Linked DNA regions of Mus musculus: all the other regions are linked to region 3. Evidence: chromatin contacts called from public Hi-C data. All regions are on one chromosome and are shown on one strand. The core of a region is the stretch at or near the end of the contact, and the rest is flanking DNA. Distances in the headings are between cores, read along the strand shown. Region 1 overlaps Slc1a2 (solute carrier family 1 (glial high affinity glutamate transporter), member 2). Region 2 overlaps Pamr1 (peptidase domain containing associated with muscle regeneration 1). Region 3 overlaps A930006I01Rik (RIKEN cDNA A930006I01 gene).

Region 1 (4,051 bases), core at 1,128-3,627, 590 kb before region 3:
TCACAACCACCTGTACCTCCAACCCACGAAGATCCAACACCCTCTTTTGGCTTCCATGGGTATCAGGCATACACATACATACATGTAGACCAAACATTCAAACATGTAAATAAAATGAAATAATAATTATGCTGTACATGCCCAGAGGTGTAAATCTAAAACATGTTGGTTAAACAGGACTCTCACAAATATCTCTGCCAGGGTCTCTGATGATCACCTCAGGATGCATTCTAGACCTGGACTTTCTGAGTCAAGAAGTGCTCACTGGCTCTTTTGACGTGCACTGCCGATTAACACTTCAGCAAGTCCAGAATGTAATTTTCCCACCAACTGTGTTTGAGTGTCCTTCCCCATCCACTCACCAGAGCTGGGTATTCCACATCTGTGTTGCTTTGATGCATTCCAATCTTATTGGTGGGAAAACTACTCAGCAAATTTGCATGTATTTGATTACAGATGGGGGAAAACATCTTTTTATTTCTTACTGCCTTTTCCTCCCCATTCCTTGCCTCTTGAGTCATGTGTGAGCTAGCTCGATTTTCTTTGTGGGTACTCATCCTTTCCTGGGTGGTTTTCAAGCTCACATTATGCATATGAATTATTAACTCTTACATCACATGCTACAGATAAGAAACCTCCCTCCTAGACATCTGCCTTGGAAATAAATACTAACTTTTGGCACTGAAAGTATTTTATTTGTATTATATTAAAAGCTGTGAATACTTTTTTTTTAAATTTAGAAACTCAGTTCTGCTCAAATATTTTTTCTATCCACAATTATAACATAATGCTTTCATGAATTTGTCCTTAAATTATTTCAAAAATTATTATTGTTTTTCTTTTGAATAGCCAGTTATCCTGGTAATTTTAAAAGACAAGACAACTTCCTCTCTACTCTTCCTGTGGAGAGAAAGAGAGAAAACATGAACAAGTCTTTCCACAGCAGTGGGAGCTCATGATCTTTGCTTCTCATGGTGACAATCAAGGAGCAGAGGTGGGACTAGAAACAGAGTCAAGGCTTAAGAGCCCCAAGGATGGCCAAATAGCCGGTATCCACTTAAACTTTACATCACAAAGGTTCCAAACAGGGCCGTCATAACAATAGCAACACTGAGGGTGACTGACTGGCTCTTTGATGAATATGGAGACAGGCATCAGAGAGGAGTGTGTTCCAAATTTCTGGCTTCAGAGCATGCTGGGGGGTGTATCATGTCATAGGAAGAATCTCAATATTGGACATTATTATTAGCAACATCATTGGGCCTCTCAGATGGGAGCCAAAAAGCAATGCCAGAGTGTCATCCTGTCAGCACAGGAAAGCCCTAATGTGCTCAAGGACTAGTCTGGGCCAGTTGAGTCTATGTGGATTTGGAGGACATAACCATAAAACCCGCTCAGTAGAAGAATGGGGACTGTCTCCATGCTTCACAAATCATTTCTCCAGTCTCTGTGGCCAAAGACCCTTTGATGATATTTTGGAAAAGTAGACGCAACAAGAAAAATTAATACATTTTAGTGATCCAGGGAGTAAGCGTTGAACAATATGCTTGAGGATCCCAGCCACCAACATTGACTAGGTAACCATCTTAGATCAGTTGTGGTATCTAGGAAACCCTCTGAAACAGTCCCAGGAAGTGGGGAGAGGAATTGAGGGGAACACAAGGACACCGGTTTCTAATAGAAACAGCGGAGGCAGCAAGCCAGAACCACGGTATCTCCTGCATGCAAATGAGAACAAATCCTCACTTTTTACTTGGGTTAATAAGGCTTTTGTAAACAACCCCCCCCCCAACCCAACACACATACCACCTATTCAATTGACTTCTCCTACCATAAGACCAACAGTAGGTATTACAGAGCCCTGACTGTAATCACAAAAGATGTTCTTTCTGTCTGGTAAGTTGACTCCTTGGTCAGTTTAAGATGTGGACTTGGGTGTCTCTTATTTTTTAGCTTCCAGATTTATTGGTCCTGAGTAGGCCTTGGAATCAGCACAGTTCTAAGCTCATCTTTTTCTCCCACTCTGAGAAACTGAGACCCTTCAGAATGTGACCAGTCTTGTTGACACCCCATGTATAACTAGTGTGAGGGAGTAACTATGACCAGGGCTTGAAAATACCTCCAAATGCTGTCTGAACTGGATAAAAATAATGAAAGCAAGACAAACTATAAAGCAACCAGTGCTGTTTGGTTCCTTTGCTTGATTTAAACATTCTTTAAACTCTAATCTCTTCTGCACTATTGTCTAAAAGGATGCAATGGTCTGGACATGAGGAAGCCTTGTTCTCTTAGGTGTCCTATTTTAGATGTAGGAACATGTCAAATGTTCCAGCCTCTAAGGGCGGGCCATGTGGGTGGATCACCATCTGATGCCTGGGACGCCTGAGAGTGAAGTCACTCCACACCACCTTTAGCTACAGATCACATGATTTCCTGCCCTGTCATGGCAGAGACTTGGGGGTTGGCTGGTGGCCATGTGTCTGGGAGTTTGACTGTATGTCAGGCTCCCCAGTGGACTGTTCAAAGCTTGTGTTCATGCTAAAGAGTGTCCAACATGTTTGTCCAGCATTCTCCCAGTTAGTGAGCCCAACTCAAGATGAGTCCCAGGGGCTGGATGCGGTCCATGCAGTCATTTTGTTGGAATAGCATTTCTGGCATGGAACTATGGGTCATTCAAAAGTTCCTCATTATGTTTTGCTGTTGACAGCTGACATAATTTTTTCTCAGCCCAATTCATGTGCACAATCAGAAGTGCTTCAAGATTTACCCTAAGATGGAAACAGGGACTGAAGGACAGAGGACTTGGCAGGCACTGAGTAGCTCTGAGAATCCTGAACCAACTAAATATTGTGTTGCCTATCAGCAGCTAAATTAGAATTGTTCCTAGTTACTGCTAATTTTTTTTTTGCTGTGTCATTCTGGTTAGTTCTTTGTCCTGCCTCTAAAACTAACTCTCTCTCTCTCTCTCTCTCTCTCTCTCTCTCTCTCTCTCTCTCTCCTCTTCTCTCGCCCCTAGTGCTGGAACTTTGCCTGTTACCTTCCGTTGCTTGGAAGATAATCTAGGGATTGACAAGCGTGTGACCAGATTCGTCCTCCCAGTCGGAGCAACCATTAACATGGATGGCACAGCCCTTTACGAGGCTGTGGCAGCCATCTTCATAGCCCAAATGAATGGGGTCATCTTGGATGGAGGTCAGATTGTGACTGTAAGGTGAGTGACGTGCATGCAGAGGACACAGAGACATCCGGCTCCCCCAGTCCCACTCCATACCACCCTCACTTGACAGAAGCTCCTTGAGTTTCAGCTCTAGTGAGAACACAGTGAAGGAATTACTGACAGACTTCAAAGGGAGGAGGTTGTAGCAGGAAGGAAAGGGAGTCTGTCCCATCTGTATGTATTGCACATGCCCACTGGCGCCCAGATCCCGTTTGACTGTTAACAGTCCTATAAATTTGGCCGTACAGTTATTTCTATGCTTATCCAACACACAAGGTTGGAAGTATTGTGGTTTATCCAAGGCTACTCATGAGCTGGCATGGCATGGCTGTAGCTGTGGTGACTTTTACTTATTCTGGGCCCAATTAGTCTGTTATTAAAATATTGTAGGTGAGAGAGTTCAGTGGATGAAAGGTGCTTGCCACCAGACGTTAACCCTGAGGCCCTACATAATGGAAAAAGACAACTACCTCTTAAGTTGTCCTCTGGTCCCTATACATGTACTGTATAAACACCTAGACATGCCAAATTAATATTTAAAACATGCTGCTTTCACTATTCCAAGGTACATGGTGAACTACAAAGATTCCTCAGTACAGCATAGATTAGTTGAGTGAATACTTTTTTGTAAATAAGTGGTACACGGCTCTGCTTTCACTGAAGCTTTTATTTACTCTCTGGCTTTATTTTTTTTTTTAATTGAGAACATTGTCCGGAGAGCTCATCTAAAACGAGCTGTTTCACCACAGACTCAGATCTTATTTGTAGTCATTGAACGCTTCAGTCTCCAAACCGCTCAGTGTTGCACTGACACTGTACCATAAGGTCATTTTA
Region 2 (3,710 bases), core at 1,068-3,567, 750 kb before region 3:
TATTTGATATACTCACCCATTTGGTTAACAATTCATGGCGCACAAGCTTGATACTTATAAAGAGGTGAGCAAGGCAATGTTCCTGCCCTTGCAAAGCTGTACTATGAAGCACAGAGATAATTCAATCAGCTGTCTTCATAAAGTGTCAGGCTGACTGGGGTTTTAGGCCAAATCATAGCTTGGAAAGTCACTACTGGACTTCTAGTGTTCCTGATAAAGACGAGAGTCCCAATCAACTCAAAGCCTTCTCTTGTCACTTACTGTGAACTAAGCATTGCTCTAAATACATTCAAGCAATCTCATTTAGACTCCAATTCAGTTCTCATCAGAGCCATTTTATAGATAAGAACACTAATGTATCCAGGTCAAGGAAGGAATGGAGTAGAGGAGGGCTTGTTACTTAGCTCTAAGTGGCTGGACTAATATATGAATGCAGAGCCAATGGCATCTTTTCCAATGAACTCCTCCCATATAACAGAGGCAGCTGAGGTCATGGCTCTGAGGGTCCATCTAAGGACCCAGAAGGTGACAGTGGGATAACTGGAGTCACACAGAGGTTTCAGGCTTTTTTCTGCCCCTGATCTAGTGTGCTAGCAAATTAGTATGCCACCAATAGGCCTTGTCTCTGCCACCTGTGTACCTGCTGGGTCTGCTGGTTATAGCCAGTGTCATCATCATTTGGCTCTTATAGGATCTGGAATATAGGGCAGAACCTGAGCTTCCCTGGGAATTTTATGCTAAGATAGTGTCTCTGATCCACACAGGATGCCATAGAAAGAATGAAATGATTGCCATTTGCAGAGCATCTTTAGAAAACAGGTACAATGCTGGAAACTAGGGCTGGAGTTAGAACTCTATTGGTAGAGTTCCCAGCAAAAGTGGACCTAGGCTTGATTGCCAGGAACACATATAAAATAGGCATTGAGGTGTATCTGTGAAATGCCCTCACTTAGCAGGTAGAAACAGAAGGGTTAGAGGTGCAAGGCCGGCCTCAGCCTTAGCCAAAATGTTAAAAAATAGGCAGAATGGACTACATGAGATTCTGTCTCAAAATAGATAAATCCTTCAGACAAGAAAACAATAGAAGCCATGATGACAAGCACTCCTATTCTCATCTCCGTCCATGAGGAACCCTGGCTCAGACAATAGTGAACTCTCCTAGTTCAAGCTGTTTTCATGTACTGAGCCCTGCCTCTGCAGTCATCTTTGAAAGGGGGAAGATAGGACCAATGCGTCTCTGTCTAAACAGTTTCTTTGAATCCTTTTTGTTCCCTAAGAGGGAAGATGAAAGAAAACCCAAATCAAACCACTTCTCAGAAGTGTGTGTGTCTCTCTTGCCACACCATCTCTTAGCACTGGAGACGATGAGACTCTTGTGAACGTTGGAGGTGTTTGTTTCTGTGTAGAATCTTCCAAAGTCAGTCACTAGTTTGGAAATTAAGGAAGACTTAGTTTTAATTCTGTAAATGGAAGCAAGGTCTGTCTACCTATTCTGTTCATGTTAGACTGTAAAAGAATAGGGGTGAGTCCAGGGTTTGGAAGACTTGGGGGATGGTCTGGACACACACACACACACACACACAGACAGAGGGACAGAGAGAGACAGAGACAGAGAGACACAGAGAGACAGAAACAGACACACACACACACACAGACAGAGGGACAGAGAGAGACAGAGACAGAGACAGAGAGACACAGAGAGACAGAAACAGACACGCACACACACACAGAGAGACAGAGGGACAGAGAGAGACAGAGACAGAGAGACACAGAGAGACAGAAACAAACACACATGTACACGTACACGCACACGCACACACACAAGCACACACGCTCGAGCATGATTATGTACAGGAAGACATCATTAGGGAAACCCAAGCACGTCTTCTGGGCCCTGAGCCTGCTCTGGTCTTTTAACTCAGGACCACCTGCCTGGTTGGCCAGTGGCACTTCCTTGGCAGGGACTCCGGCTCTATTCACTGTTCTGTCCTGGGCAGAGAGGTGCATTAGTTTGTCTCTGAACCCAGATCAGCCAACTCCAGAGGAGAGGCAAAAGTGGGAAGGGAGCAGATGGAGCCCCTATGGGGGGAAGGGAGAGTAGGGTCCCTTCTTTTCTTTTCTGCCCAGTGCCCCTTCTCCAAGCACATTTTCAGAAAGTGGCCTCTTTGTCCTTGGTTGGCTGGAAATGTCCTCCTCTTGGAGTCAAATAGTCCCTCCCCTTCAGAGTGAGAGGGAACAGCAGGCTGAAGAGCCTAGCCCTGCATATGCTTTGCAATTCTGGCTACCTCTGGAGGACAGCTCTAGGGCAGGCATAAGTGGTCCAGCCTACCCCAGGGTGGGGCTGGGGTCTCCAAGCCCTCTGGAGTCTGCATGAAACCCTGGAGCAGTCCTAGCTTCACCAAGGAGACCAGGATGGAGGGGGAGGGGGCCCACAGAGACAGGCTGTCTGATTCCATCTTCCACAAGGAGGAAAGGATGCAACTGGAAGCAGGCTGGCAGCTTTCAAGCTGCTTCTAACTTGGGGCTCCCAGCAGGAGATTTGTAGGGGAGCTGGGACTTAACACCTTGCAGGCTAGAAAGCTGCCAGGCTCCAGGGGGCTGAGGCTGTGCAGGGATGTTTCTTTTTTTGTCTCTCACACCCAGGGTAGCACGTAGCACTTCCTTAGCCTTGCAACAGATGGGCAGATGTGGGCGAGAGAAAGAGTGAGGTGTGCAGAACGAATGTGTGCTTCCGGTGGGAGACACTTCGCGTGTGGTACTCTGGAAGAGGAGGAAAGGTCTTTCTGCTTCCTGATGCAGTGGGAGAGACTTAGATCAGAAAGTCCCTAAGGGAGAACAATGTCTCATTCAAGACGAACTAGACAGATCCACATTCAAATCCCTGCACTGCCACCCAGTAGCAACCGCTGATTTTCACGGATTTTTCTGTTACCACTTCCATGCATTATCTGTTTGAAACCTCACAAATCACAGGGCTTAAGTACGGTTTTATTCACATGGGACAGAGGTTGACTGAGGTTCGGAGAGGTGAAGTAACGTGCCCAAACCTGCACAGCTAGTGAGGCTAAAGCCGAGCCTCAAAGGACTTTGACATTTCTGTCCCTACCCAGAACCTTGCAAGGTCCTCTGTTGGCCATCAGAGCTTGAGAGCCCTACCCTCTTATCCTTAGTATTCAACACCTAGACAATGGGAAGATGAATATTATTTCCCAGGTTTATCATGAGAGTTAAATGAAGTAAGCCTGATATAGCTTTAAGCCAGACTCTGACTCATAGCAGCATAATCCATCCTCCCTCCCTCCCTCCCTCCCTGCCTCCCTGCCTCCCTCCCTCCCTCTCTCCCTCCCTCCTTCCCTTCCTCCCTCTCTCCCTCCCTCTCTCCCTCCCTTCCTCCCTCCCTAGAAACATCTCAGGTACTATTCTAGCTAGGTACTGTGCAAGCTAATAAAGGCCCCAGCTCTACCAAAATAGGTACGTAGGGGGCAGGCATTTTTATGGATAGATGGAGAAGGGCTTTTTGAATAAGTGGTAGCTGAGGCTAATTGGCAGAGGAAGGGAGACCATGAGCTTCTTAGGTTGAACTTGAAGCAAGCTCAAGGCCTGGCATTAGGAAGGTTGGTGTGGCTGGAGCAGAATGGGCAGGCAGATGGTTAGGATTAAGAGGTGACGTCACACAGTCAACAAGGCAAGGCTGTGGGTGTCACTGTGTT
Region 3 (3,708 bases), core at 298-2,797:
AATGATAAGATGCTGACTGGTGCTCTGGTCCGAAACTCTGACAAGTGCCTCTGTCAGAGCCTACACATGGGAGAAAGTGTCATAAGCAACTTCATGGCAGGAATGCTAAAAGATCTGCTCTGGAGTTAGGCAAAGCAGGGTGTGATGTTGGCTCTGTGCCTTCCAGCTGTGTAACCGTAGGCGAGTTATTTACCTTCTCTGATTTACCCTATTGGACCTGTAACACAGACAGAGTAATAACTGAACCAAATTTGTCAGCAGATATCGGTAATCCAAGCACTGTGGAAACTGAGGCGGGGGGGGGGGGGGGCATTTCTCCTGTGTTCCAGGACAGCCTGAGCTGTATAGACAGACAGCTCCTGACTCAAAAAAATGGCAGTAGGATCTATTTCATGGTGTTGTTGGAATAATGTGGCTCTATGATACTAACTGATTAAAATGGAGACTGATCTACAAGAAGCACTAAATAAGTACTTATTATTATCATTATTAGCTGCAAAGCATCTACGGTGAGATGTGAGATTGCTTGGCGAGTTAATAAGCGATTACTTGGAATGACTTTTCTCCTCTACCGGATCACTTGGCTGCTGGATGGCTTTGAACATATTCATCTGCTATTGGAACCTCAACCACTGCAGCATGCCCGGGTTTGCATAGACACTGGCGCTTGGCAAGCTGGAGCCAGGAAGCTTAAGAAGCTATGCTAGCTCATCAAAGAGCATGAGACATTGGGAAAAGCCATTTAAAGTCAATTGGGCTGTTTACATGCAAAGAAACTTAGCAAGAAGACAGACTCCAGAGACCTTCCTTGCTCTGACCTCAGTTTCCCCATCTACAAGAGAAGGCTCCCATCGCACTGTCTCTCTCTGAATTCCTTGCCTGCAAAGGAGGTCCTTGATTCTGCCAGGACAGTCTTAACAGCCAGCCCTGGGCATGTGTCTGCAAGGCCAACTTCTGCAAGGCCAGGCGGCACTTGGCATGGGCCAGAGTTTTGCAGGGTTCTTCACACAAACCTTCCATCTAGGGCACATCTCCATGACCTCTGCAGCTTCCTAATACCCAACAGTTCCCATAGCTCCCTGATGACACTGTCTGCAGCCACTGAAGACATCTTCAATGAAGACCTCAGTCCTCACAAATATGCCTCCTTCCAGCAGGTGCCCTGTCTGTCTGCATCACTAACTTACCCAGAGTTTTCAGAAAGAACGTTCTTTGCTTCCCTATTGATATGGATATTATTTTGCACTTTAGGGGAGAACAAGTGTGTGTGTGTGTGTGTGTGTGTGTGTGTGTGTGTGTGTCTCTGTGTGTGTGTGTGTGTGTGTGTGTCTGTGTGTCTGTGTGTCTGTGTGTGTGTGTGTGTGTGTGTCTGTGTGTGTCTGTGTGTCTGTGTGTCTGTGTGTCTGTGTGTGTGTGTGTGTGTGGTTTGTCTGTGTTAAAACTTGGCATTTTTCCAAAGCAAAACCTTGCTTTAGGGTTAGGAAGACATTGCCATCTAGTGGCTGCATGCAGAAGTAACCAGACTGCAGCCAAAGAGTCCCTAAAGCTTGAATCCAACTCACTGACTTTCCCAATGTCAAGAGAGGGTTTTGGACTGTCGAGACTGGAACACACAGACCTACTGATCTCCCCGCCCCCAGCAGGGGAACCCCATCCCCTGGCCTAAAATGCTCCTTGGACTGAGGCTGGCAGGACCAGAATTGTTTCCATCCCTTGTGCCCCCTCCTGCTTTTTATCAGCATTGCGGGAGGCAGAAGAGAAAGATCAGCCATCTCTCCTGGCAACCGGCTAAAGGCTTTTCTGAGATAAGGAGGAGGCAGATAAGGAACCGGAGGGAGAGAGAAATCATTGATGGGGGAAGTGAAATGTCTTTCTTGTGTTCCCAGTCCAAGGATGGTGGCTCATGCTTTAACTCTAAAGCAAATAATGGAAGACACTTTCAGTTTGTGAAGCTTTTTTTTTTCTCTAAAATATCGATTTTGTCTCCCCCCCACCAGCCTAACTCATTGTACAAAATAATGGGTGTCATTAAGATGTTTTCAAACATGTATTAATGTGCTTTGGTCATTCACCTCCTGTGTTACCCTTCTCCTCTCTCCTAACCCCAGTCTTTCTCCCAATGGTAAGGATTAGGGATCTCAAAGAAGTAACTTCAGAAAGGAAAACCCATCACTTATGCAAAGTGTGACAATCCATTCTTGTGTAAATGGAGCCAGGAATCACAGACCTCCTTAGTTCCAACGCTTGTATTTGCATATAGCTTTGCAGTTCACTACACGCATTAATGTACTTAACATTCTTTAATCTTTACAAATACCCCCATGGACGGAATTATTAGTCATGAGCGACGAGGAAATAGAGCTTGGGAGACATTGAGCAATTTTCCTGAAGTCACACAGCTATCAATGGCAGCACTGGCTTCTCTTGCTGTCCGGACAACGTGCCAAGTGCTTCTGAGGAAACTATGGCTTCTCCCATAACTATGGCTTCTGGGGAGCAGCTAGAGAGTCTGTCACCCCGAGTTATCCCTGCCTGTCACCTACAGCCCCCCAGTCTCCCTGCAACCACTCCTACAGCTGTTTGCCTGACTGCCCAGCATGTTAGAAAACCCTATGACCCTGGCCATCATTTACAATTGGCTTAGAGACAACGCTCACATTTTTTGAGAGAGCAGCACAGCAGGGCACAGCATCACCCTTGCTTGGCGGTGATGGGGCCACCAGCCTGGATCTGTTGTACCGTTGGGAGAGCTTTCTGTGGACTTGTTCTGTCACCCCCTACCAGATAGTGCTTTGGTAAATGTCCTGATATCGATTCTCATATTCTCGTTCTAGTGTTTATAAATACCAGCTGTCCTCCTGATGCCCCACCCTCTGAACATCATGACCTGAAACCTGTACTCTCATGCTCTACTCTTCTGCATCCACCCTCCCTCTGTGAAGAAACAATTCAGCGTCTAAGTACCATCTCTAGGCTGATGATTCCCAAATGGAGACCCACAGCCCACCTCTCCCCCTATACACCACGCTCACAACGGCTTCTCCTGAGCATCTGCAACGTGACAGTTGGCATGTCCACACCCAAACTCATGACTGACCAACTGGTTCACAAGTTTTCCCATCCCAGTAAATGGTAATTCTACCCTCTTCCTCCCATACTCCAAATCACTACACTGGATTCATCCCTGAGTTCTTCCATCCCACCCAAGGCCAGCCTCTGAGAAGCTTGCCTGCCTCCGTAGCAAATTTAGAATATGCTTCTTCCCAGCTACCCTCCTGCAGACGATTCCAATAGCCTCTGACCTGGTCTCCCGTATGGCAGCTAGAGCCATATTTGGAAGATGTAACTCAGAGCAAAACACACCCTTGCTCAGACCTTGCAAGAGGCTCCTGTCCTGCTCTGTGATCTGGGCCACCTACTATGTTACCCTACCATCCAGACTGCCACCTTCTCTCACTAGAAATTTCAGGGACTAAAAACATGGATTTTGTTCATTACACGCAATAACCTATCGTTTATGCCAGGACTGGAGTACAGGAGGTACATGGGGGATCGTAACAAGACCTTTGACCTCAGCCTGGTTCATTCATCTACAGCACCTGTTCCGAGCCTGACCCAACTGCCTCCTTCTGCCCTTTCAGTCAGCAGTTCTTACTCAGTGCTCCATGGCCAAGACTTCCCATGAGCCCAGGGGCTTCTCTCTATCTC

The links. A called contact is a pair of places that touch in the nucleus more often than the background predicts.
Region 1: a contact with region 3 is called in a Hi-C map of the G1E-ER4 cell line, with 4 times the contacts expected there. The contact joins two enhancer-like sites. A contact is called at or near these places in 11 of 39 promoter capture datasets (the 3T3-L1 cell line, 3T3-L1-derived adipocytes, the HPC-7 cell line and 7 more), 10 of 484 Hi-C or Micro-C datasets (the G1E-ER4 cell line, cortical neurons, embryonic fibroblasts and 6 more) and 2 of 115 datasets of contacts at active chromatin or transcription factors (astrocytes and pancreatic cancer cells).
Region 2: a Hi-C map of cerebral cortex shows a contact between it and region 3, with 4 times the contacts expected there. The contact joins two enhancer-like sites. A contact is called at or near these places in 1 of 39 promoter capture datasets (hippocampal neurons), 25 of 484 Hi-C or Micro-C datasets (brown adipocytes, cardiomyocytes, cerebellar granule neurons and 15 more), 1 of 115 datasets of contacts at active chromatin or transcription factors (astrocytes) and 1 of 9 other capture datasets (embryonic stem cells).

What each region holds. Positions count from the first base shown.
Region 1 is chr2:102,757,999-102,762,049 of GRCm38.p6, forward strand. It overlaps Slc1a2 (solute carrier family 1 (glial high affinity glutamate transporter), member 2), which reads left to right. Exons shown (of 11, transcript NM_001077514.4): 8 at 3,017-3,211. Among named protein-coding and RNA genes, the nearest start is that of Gm13872, 13 kb to the left of the region's middle. Within about 2 kb of position 2,378, at least 50 of the 459 cell types and tissues checked have an H3K27ac peak or open chromatin away from gene starts, as enhancers often do. A contact at or near this core is called in the G1E-ER4 cell line and pancreatic cancer cells, where this site is marked.
Region 2 is chr2:102,597,029-102,600,738 of GRCm38.p6, forward strand. The region is part of intron 3 of Pamr1 (peptidase domain containing associated with muscle regeneration 1); the gene reads left to right. Among named protein-coding and RNA genes, the nearest start is that of Pamr1, 49 kb to the left of the region's middle. Within about 2 kb of position 2,318, at least 41 of the 459 cell types and tissues checked have an H3K27ac peak or open chromatin away from gene starts, as enhancers often do. A contact at or near this core is called in cerebral cortex, where this site is marked.
Region 3 is chr2:103,345,999-103,349,706 of GRCm38.p6, forward strand. The region is part of intron 1 of A930006I01Rik (RIKEN cDNA A930006I01 gene); the gene reads right to left. Among named protein-coding and RNA genes, the nearest start is that of A930006I01Rik, 25 kb to the right of the region's middle. Within about 2 kb of position 1,548, at least 34 of the 459 cell types and tissues checked have an H3K27ac peak or open chromatin away from gene starts, as enhancers often do. A contact at or near this core is called in the G1E-ER4 cell line, cerebral cortex and pancreatic cancer cells, where this site is marked.